2 separate regions of the Mus musculus genome follow, and region 1 is linked to region 2. A link is a contact called in public Hi-C data. All regions are on one chromosome and are shown on one strand. Each heading gives the region's core, a stretch centred on a gene start, on an enhancer-like site or on the middle of the called end of the contact. The rest is flanking DNA. Distances are from core to core; before and after follow the strand shown.

Region 1 (4,688 bases), core at 1,515-4,014, 330 kb before region 2:
CCAGGGTATCAAACTGAGAATCAATCAGTGGTCACCCTAAGCTGGCAGATTCCCCACCCACTTTCCAAAAGCCAGGCAGTGAGCTGTCACAAAGAGCAAACAACTCTAAGGCATGGATGGGAAGCCGCCTGGGGGCGTGGCCTGTGGACCTCGTCCCAACTGGGTACACATGGTAATCTTACTATTTCACAGAACTTCCAGAAGAAGCTGTTTTTAAATTGTTTATATATATATTTTTAAAGCAGGTCTTGCTGTGTAGGCCAGGCAGTCCTGAACTTGGGATCTTACTGCCTCTGCCTCCTGAGTGCTGGGATTACTGATTTAAGCACCATGATAGACTCTTTCATATTTTTCTTTTAATTAAATGGTGCCCACCATTACAAAGAATCAACCTGTAGCTGAAATACTCAAAATTATGTTGTTTTAAATTAAAGTAATAAAACTTTTGGCTTTTACAGAAAAGGAAAGCTGGCTGTAAAGTGCAGAAGTTCTATAAAGGTTTCCTGGCTTTATATGGGAGCACTGAGCTGGTTTGAGAGGGGAGGGGGGCCCTTAGCACCCAGGAGGAACTACGTGCTTGAGGCCGTCTTGGAACACACACTGAGATTGCCTCAAGAGAATGAGAAAATAAAGAGAATTTCTAAATATTTCTGTTTACTTATGATATTTCTGAAAAAAAAATCTATAGTTAAGGATTAGAAAAATATTTTGAGCAACATGTTCCAATTTCAATAGGACCTGACCTTCTGTCACTTGCCATTGCATTTCATACATGTCGGCTATATTTGTAAATGTCTATTGTCAATTCTTGGTGTGTAACTTTAATTTTAGTACACGGTATAGTGTGTGTGTGTGCACCTGTGTCATATGCCTATGTGTGGGTGACACCTGTGTCGTGTGCCTATGATTGTGTGCACATTTGCATAATATGCTGATGTGTTGAGTACATCTGTCTATGTATGTGTGGAGGTGCACCTGTGTTGTATGCCTGTGTGTGTGTACTTGTGTTGTACACCTATGTATATGGATATATATATAGTACCCCTGTGTGTTATGTGTCTATGTGTGTGGGTATGTCCATAGGTACAATCTGAAGACCAGAGTTCGAGGAGATTGTGTCTTCCTCTATTGCTTTTCAGTATAATTTTTAAGGCAAGGTTTTTCACTGAAGCTAGATCTTGTCCTTTGCACTATATCAGCTAGCTGACAAACCTCCAGGCCCCTCCTTTCGCTGCCCTCCAGAACTGGTACTGCAGGCGTGTACCACCAGGCCTGGCTTTTCTGCGGATGCTGGGGACTGAAATCAGGTTCTCTGCTCACAGAGCAAGCACTGTGTCCACAGAGCCATCTTCCCAACCACTCTTTTCTTAATTTATTGTATTTATTTTATGTATGTATATATGTATGTATGTATGCATGCATATATATCCATCTGGGTGTGTGACAGTCTATATGTCATGAAGCATGCAGAGTTCAGAGGACAACTTATGGAACTGTTTCCCTCTACGATGTGTGTATCACATAAATCTCCTCCCACTGCCAGCCCACCCCCATTTTATCTCATTTCATTCTCTTAAGTTCGAGCTCTTGTTAATAATATTTATGACGTCATTAACTTTGGTGTTCATGGTCACACTCAGTTTCTGCCATATTGATTCCTATCTTTCATGTTCTCCCTGTCTTTCTCTGGCTGAGAATATGGAAGGGCAGTCCAGTCACTCAAGGACACACGCCAGGCCTTTTTGAAGTTGCACCACCCATTCCTTCTTGATTCTGCTGGATCTCTATGAGAGGTGCTCGGGAGGGGATCAGGTGATGGTGCTGTGCAGAGGGGGACTCCGAGCTTCTTCCAGGGCTGTGTCAGACTGAAAAGCTGTCAGCAGTTCTAGTAGTGATGGTAGTACTCTTAACAGAGGCAAAGCACAAGGCTTAAGAATAGTTTTCCAGAAGTTCTACAAAGGTTTCCTGGCTTTATATGGGAGCACTGAGCTGGTTTGAGAGGGGAGGGGGGCCCTTTACTTGGCAACCACAGACGCTCACTTCCCCATGCGTGTGTGGGACTGTGGACCACAGGTGGACAGTGAGGACCAGTCATTGTCAGCAGGAAGATGGCCAGGCTAATGATGGCAGTGCAGTTAACGTAACACTACAGAACCGTTTAAAATAATTACTACGATGGCACGGCAAGCTGAAAATTGTGATACATGAAGTATACAGGCACATTCTTTTCTGTCCCTAGAGAGAGGTCTAGGCTAAGAGGCAGATATCTGGGAATGCACAGTGAGGGCTGTTTTTTGTAAAGGTAAACAAGTGACCAGCCAAAGAAAACATGCTGTGGAGAGGAAAAGAGGCCTGATATTAGAGGCCTGGGTAATTGCTAGACTTAAGGCTAAGCTAGGAGTGGGAATCAACAAGGTAGGACCTGGAAAGATGCAACGACACCCATGACAGTGAAGAACCTGGGCACTCCTGTGGCCCAGGGTGTTAAACACACACGATGGCATTAAGGAGAGCGACCAGGCTTGTGGCATAGGAATGGGGAGGATGGGCTCAGGTCTGAAAGCATGGTCAGTGGGACCCAGGGGCCAAATCCACCTCAGCCACGGGGCTAGTGTGGGGAGGGGGGCTGAGCTCAGGGCCCAGCTAAGCTGGATCTCTCCCTGGGAAGCTGGACAGGAAGGGCAAAGCCCAGATATTACTAACAGGGGAGAAGGGCGATTTCTCAGGGTGAGAGGCTGAGTGTGTGTGCAGACAGGAAGCTCTCCTCAGGACAGAGGAGGAGACTGAAGCCACAAGACAGAGAACTAGGCAATCAAATGCATAACAAAGAGGATGTATAATCAGGAAGCTAGGGAGGACAAAGACAACTGACTATCGGGAATGAAGACACGTTCACGTAGGTGGCACATCTCTGACTCAGTCCTGGGCAGGGAGCAGAAGGAAGCACTTTCAAGTCAAGGAGGTTTCATGAACGTGGTGTGCAAAAAACGCGTTTAAAACACACATGGGGAACAGCATGCAAACCAGGCTGCACACAGACCAGCAGAGTGAGAGGAAGGCACAGTGGGAAAGGTATTCTGCCAGCAGCTGATCCTCAGCCCTGAATACAAAGCAGGAGAGGTGGGGATTTACACAGTAGGCACAGGAAGCCACAACACTTCACTGCCAAGCTCTTCCTTCCCTCCAGGAAGATGATCAAGAAATATTAACCAGGAATATATGATCAAGTAATGGTAATGTGGTGGCGGCTGCTTAAATCTCACCTATCTTTCCAACCTCTTATCTACTTCACTCTTACACCACTTAAAGAAGACTAAACTGCCAGCCTAAAATGCTGTATTGAGAAGCAATTCAGCGCTCACCAACAAAGCTACAGCAGAGGACAGAGATGCGGCCCTGTTAGGAAGGGGCGGAGCACGCACACATGCAGCCTGGATCCCCCGAAGCCACACTCAAGAAAAAAGAAGAGAGGAGGAGAGGAGGCAAGAGGAACACAGGGGAGGGGAGGGGAGGGGACAGTGTGACAGTGCATGTCTGTGATCTTAGCACCAGGCAAAGTGGAGACAGGAGGACTCCTGGGCTAGTTGGCTAGCCTTGCAGAATCCTGAGCTCCATGCTTGGTGTGTGAAAAAAAAAAAAAAAAAAAAAAACTGTCTCAGAAAACAAGAATAACTCAGGAAGAAACCAGTGTCAGTGCCTGCCCCCAGTACATACACGCAATGCACACACATGAATATATACGTGCATCTACAGCACTCCCATACATACGAAGGCAAAACAAAGACTTAATCCGAAACTTCCCTGTCAGGAGACCTGTACTGAAACGCTGAGCCCGTTAACCTGAATCTAAGCTTATATATAAGATCTGGAAGTGTAACGGGAAAGGAATCCTAAGATGGCTGGCATTACTGCTCTGCTTTGAAGTCCACCACCTTAAAGATGCTCTCATGAGCATAGCCATGTGGGAAGCAAAACAATGGCCAGCAAAATGTGACCTCCCTGATACCTGGAACAAGTGTGCAGGTTTCTTTAAGTGCTAAAGAGGCTGTGCTGGCCTGATGAGGTCATGGACTTTGGAATGAAGAAATTACCCTGAATTACAGTGAGATCCTTTCAAACTTCACAGCAGAGTCTCTGGCTAACCAGCAGTCAGGTAAGAGACTGGGCTAGAAGATTCGACCTGCCCCTACTGGCTACAAAGCTACAGAGAAGCCAGGGTGTGCCGGAGAGCGAGAGCCCAGGGTAGACTGTAGATGCAGAGTGTCCTCAGACTCAGGGGCCCAGAGTCCTGACCCCAAGGCAATTGTGCTCAGAGGTGGAACTTTGGAGAGTTAGCTGGACTGATCGTGAGGACTCAAGACTTCTTCAGGGGATTGACCAACTAATGGGTTCATAATCAGACTGTAATACTGTGGAACAGGTCTTCACAAAGAGAAGTCCCTGGCCTTTCTGTTCCTCTGTGGCAGGTTGTCAGGAGCTGAACAGTCTCTCCAAGATTCTCTGTTTTGCCTCCTGTACAAAGGCATAGAGCTGGGTCACCAAGAAACTGAACCTGGAAAAACCTTTCCTTCCTTTAACAACAGTCTCAGGTATTTTGTTACAGCAAGCAAAGCTGGCTCAGACAGCAGGTGCTTAGCATATGCAAACTGTTGGGTTCAACCTGCTGTACCAAAATAAAGAAGAAATAC
Region 2 (4,652 bases), core at 770-3,269:
CACACCCACCTTGGTGTGTCAACAAGTTGGTAGCATTGTGCACAACTTATTTGGACAACCACCATGTTGTTAAGATTACATGGATGAAACTTCAGCATCTTCTTGTTGTTGCTGTTGTTAACTTTTTATTGGTTCACTGTGAATTTCACAACATGCACTCCAATCCCACTCATCTCTCCCTCCCCTTCTACCCTCCCTCCATCCTTGCAACCCCCCCACGCACACACACACACACACACACACACACACACACACAAAACAGAGAAAAACAAATCTCCCTGCGGAAGCTGTAGTGCGTCCCACAGTATACCCTTTTGTCCATGAGTTTCAGCATCTTTCTTAAAGGCACATGGACGATGAGTGGGATTGTGCACTTCACACAGGCCCAGATAGCCTTGGATGAGAGAGAATGCTAGCCACCTTCTCAGTCAACAGCACCCTCTCCGATACCAGCAGATAAAACATCATTCCCTGTTAGTGCTTGTGTTCTCTTTAATTTTAGAATGGTCTTTCACTGCAAGAGTTGCATCAGGTTGACAGAGGGGTAAGGAAAGTCCCAGGATGACTGAGTCAGGCCCAGAGCCTTGAGCTTGGCACCGGCTCACTACACTCACCCACCAGGAGTCATAATGTCTTCTTCAGGGAACTTGTGGAATCTCCCTCTCTGGAATTATTATTATTATTATTTTAATGGAAGAAATTTTCATTTCCTGGGGTTGTTTAAAAAGGTTTTGGCTCTAGGGCAAGGGAAATAAACTTGATGAGTTGGAGAGGGTAAGTTTCCATGATTTTAAGATCCTAGTGGATTTGTGAAGACATGGAATATATAAACTAAATATCCTTCAGCTACAGTTTTTAAAATTACATTAGTTGTTTTTTTTTAATGTAAATTCAGCTCTGTCACTGGTCATAATTTTGTTAGCTAGCAACAGAAACAGAAAGACAGCTACCAAATATAGAGCAGCGAGCCTTTCAGGAAAAGTCCCAGAACATTCCACTGGAGTAGAGTCAGGGAAGAGCCAGTAGAAAAGATGAATCGGAAACCATTAGCTGTAAATAGCCTGTGATCAACAGGACACCATGAAGCCTACTTTCCTGGGAGCCAATGTCCTAGGATGACAGAAGGGCAGACCACTACCCATTTGGATGACCTGAGGTGATGACCCAAATGCACCCTCAACACCACCCAGGACTCCCTAGAATCTGTGAGTGTGTGTGTGTGTGTGTGTGTGTGTGTGTGTGTGTGTGTGTGATTCTAAACATTGTCTTATTTTTTCCTTGATGGATGAGCAGATCACTATCCATCTGGATAACCTGGTTGATTATCCTCTCGATACCCCTCCAGACTCCCTAGAAATCCAGCTTTTACTACTCCTTATCCTCCAACTCTGTTCAGTGGCCCCTTTAAACCCTAGCTCTAGCCTGTACCTTTACCTTGGCCTGACCCTCAACCTTTTCTCTCCTACACCCATGTGGGACCTGACACTGCCCAAGTATTCCTTGTTAGTAAGGATGTAGCATATCAGTACTCAGATCAGTGGCAGCGAGGCTGCCTCACCCTGAGTTGGCGTCTGGCATATGTCTGCAAGATGGTATGTGTGAACTGGGGGTGGAGGGGGGAGAGATGATTGGCACATTTACAGGGAAGCCAATTTGTATTGATGGGGAGAAACTTCGGAGGAGCTGAGTAATACGCTTTCTTCCCTAATCTGATTTCCATACTCTGTGGCTGACAGGGGCAAGGAAAGGGATGGGCTTGACTCCCTATTAGATGCCCCTTTGGCCAAAAGACATTGGGTAGTATAGACTTCACTCTCTAGGTGGTGGAGGCAGCCTTTCTCTCAGTCTCAAAGAGGGCAGGTCCAAAGAATGGTCAATGTGTATGCATGTGTGTGTGTGTGTGTGTGTGTGTGTGTGTGTGTGTGTGTGCAGAATGGCTGTGTTGATCAACAAAGCTCAGGCCCCAGGGTTGCTTCTGCAAACTGAGGCAGGAAAGGGCTGCTATGGCCAAGAGTATCTGGAACTGAAACTAGGGCTGAGAGCTCTGTGGGAAGAGGAAGGAGAGAGAAGAGGCAACTTCTGACATCCGTGTACAAACGACTGCAGACTCGGAATTCTACAGCTCATGGGTTTTGTGGCAAAGGCACCAGCAGTAGGGCTAAACATTGTGGAGGGAACCTCTGCGTGGCATTTAGAACTGTGGCTCTTTCCCTCCTTCCCACACCGACCCTCAGCCATTGGGAAGCCTCCTCTTCCTCCGCAGGAGCCTTGTGACTCTCGCCCAGCCTGTGATTCTGCCTCTGTGGCCTTGGATAAGCCTTGCCTCATCCTGGGCCTCACCTGAGGTAACTTCCTGGCATTTGTTCCCTGCTCATAGCTCGCTCCCTCAACAATTTCATTCCACCTGAAGACGGTTGACTATCTAGGTCTGCTCCTCCCAGCTGCGTCTCTCTAAGACCACTTGATAGTAGCTGTATTTCCAAGTGTAGATTTTGCTGGACAGGTGGCCTTCAGTCTCAGATACCTAGTGTCAGCATCCCCCAGGGATGTGGCTAGGGAGAAGGCTCAGCTGCTTCAATGCCTGAGCACAAACATCAGGACTGAACGAACTTCCATCCCCAGCATCTACACTTGAGGCTAGGCACAGTGGCAGGACCTTGAAATCCCAGCCCAGAGGATGTGAAGATGGGCAGGTTCCTGGTGATTGCCTGCTGACCAGCCTAGCTGAAGCAGAGAACCCCAGGCCCCAGTGAAGGCCCTGCCTCAAAAACCAAGATAGCTGTTGTCTCCTGGCCAAGGTTGATCCCTGGCTAACCCTACCACCACATATCCAAAAAAACCTACAACCTTGGGGAGATTCATAAACCGTAATATCTGAGCTGTCCCCTTAAGCCCATTAAAGGGGAGTCCCTGGGGTAGGAACAGAGCACTGGTAATTTTTTGTAATGTTGCATTTTATTCTCCTAGTCATGTAGATTGTTTCTTCTCAATTCTGCTCAAGAAATCTGATGTTTCTTAAGGCTGGCTCAAGAACCAGACTCCAAAGCCTTGGGACTTAAAACCAGTTTGTTAATCTCTCTTTAGCCCGTTTTTCTCATCTTTAAGATGGAGCTAATACTGATACATCACTAGGACGTTTGAGAATTAAACGAGTCTCGAGTCTGGCATGTTATAAGCTCTTACACGCATTCACGACCGGCCAGGAAGAACGCAGCAAACCGGAATCTTCTGCAGCAAAGCTTTATTGCTTACATCTTTAGGAGCCAGAGCGCAAGAGAGAGAGCAAGAGCAAAAGAGAGAATGGCTTTATTGCTTACATCTTCAGGAGCAAGAAGCAAGAGAGAGAATGGCGAAACCCCGTCCCTTTTAAGGAGAATTATCCTCCGCCTAGAACGTGTTACTCCCTGATTGGCTGCAGCCCATCGGCCGAGTTGTCGTCACGGGGAAGGCAGAGCACATGTAGTGGAAAACTACCCTTGGCACATGCGCAGATTATTTGTTTACCACTTAGAACACAGGATGTCAGCGCCATCTTGCAACGGCGAATGTGAGGGCGGCTTCCTACAATAAGCCATGACTGAAAGTCAGCTGTTGGAGTTGTGAGTCCCTGGTAAAATCCATGAGCGATGGATGCCCAATCCAGAGGGTTCTGCCCTTAGACCTCCTTTCCAGGGACTGTGATCCCGAAGTCTGTGGGCAGAGAAGAGTCCTGGCTCTCTGAGAAGATCAAGGTAGTGCACCTTCTGCTGATCTGAGGACTCGGTTTCCAATCTTGGATGAATCGTCTGTTTCTCCCCATCCCTCTTCCTGCTCATTCCTCAGCCTACGGAGTATCCTGAAGTCAACTTTAGATCCTTGCCCAAGTCTAAACTTCAGACACTGTTCCCCAACAGCCAGCTTGGATCACTTATTAACTCAGCTCCCGACTCCATAAATTTCTTATCTCATACTCTAGGCTGGAATCCAACTGCCCCTCACATGCCAAGGGCAGAGCCTCTAAGAACTGAGATGGCTTCTAAGGCAAACCTACTTCAAAGAAACCCAATCTCTGTACAGTCACCACCCACCAGACCTAAATATTGTACAAAATACACAAGGCTTGATTTCTGGCTTAGTATCCTGGATCCAAAGATCTGACAATTGACTCTAAAATCAAAGTGTCTCGGTCACAAGTATGATGTCGCAAATAGAAAATTTCACAGTCTAACTTGATTTTTCACGCACAAGATCATTATTAAGAGTATGGTATAAGGTTACCTTCAAGCTATTTTTAAGAGGCGAACATAAAATACAAATTAATTTTGTGTGCATGCTTGAGTCTTCTCTCCATTATGAGTCAATATTCTAAAATCTGAACAAAGAAATCCTCAATCCGAAATACTTCTCGTGCCAAGCCTTTAGGATAAAAAGGACTTCAGTCTTACTGAAGTAAAAAGGCTCTGCTTCGCTCTTGCCCTGCCTCGGGAACCTCACAGAACTCAGCAGCTGCCACAACTCCTGGCCTTGCTTTCTGGATCCCATGATTTAAATCCTTCCAATTATCAGATTGCTTCCCCGAGGCCTTCAGGCAGCCCCTTTAGGTAGGGGGACTGCACTGGCCTCTCATCCTGAGAATGCTGTCCTGATCTGCACTTTCCTCAAACGGGCACAGA

What was found. Hi-C and Micro-C count contacts between places; a contact is called where the count stands out from the background.
Region 1: a Hi-C map of bone marrow-derived macrophages shows a contact between it and region 2, with 1.8 times the contacts expected there. The contact joins two enhancer-like sites. A contact is called at or near these places in 1 of 39 promoter capture datasets (pre-B cells), 1 of 484 Hi-C or Micro-C datasets (bone marrow-derived macrophages) and 1 of 115 datasets of contacts at active chromatin or transcription factors (embryonic stem cells).

The regions. Positions count from the first base shown.
Region 1 is chr13:42,148,292-42,152,979 of GRCm38.p6, reverse strand. All of the region lies in intron 3 of Hivep1 (human immunodeficiency virus type I enhancer binding protein 1), which reads right to left. Among named protein-coding and RNA genes, the nearest start is that of Gm32778, 36 kb to the left of the region's middle. Within about 2 kb of position 2,764, at least 82 of the 459 cell types and tissues checked have an H3K27ac peak or open chromatin away from gene starts, as enhancers often do. A contact at or near this core is called in bone marrow-derived macrophages, where this site is marked.
Region 2 is chr13:41,817,043-41,821,694 of GRCm38.p6, reverse strand. The region is part of intron 2 of Adtrp (androgen dependent TFPI regulating protein); the gene reads left to right. Among named protein-coding and RNA genes, the nearest start is that of Adtrp, 28 kb to the left of the region's middle. Within about 2 kb of position 2,019, at least 45 of the 459 cell types and tissues checked have an H3K27ac peak or open chromatin away from gene starts, as enhancers often do. A contact at or near this core is called in bone marrow-derived macrophages, where this site is marked.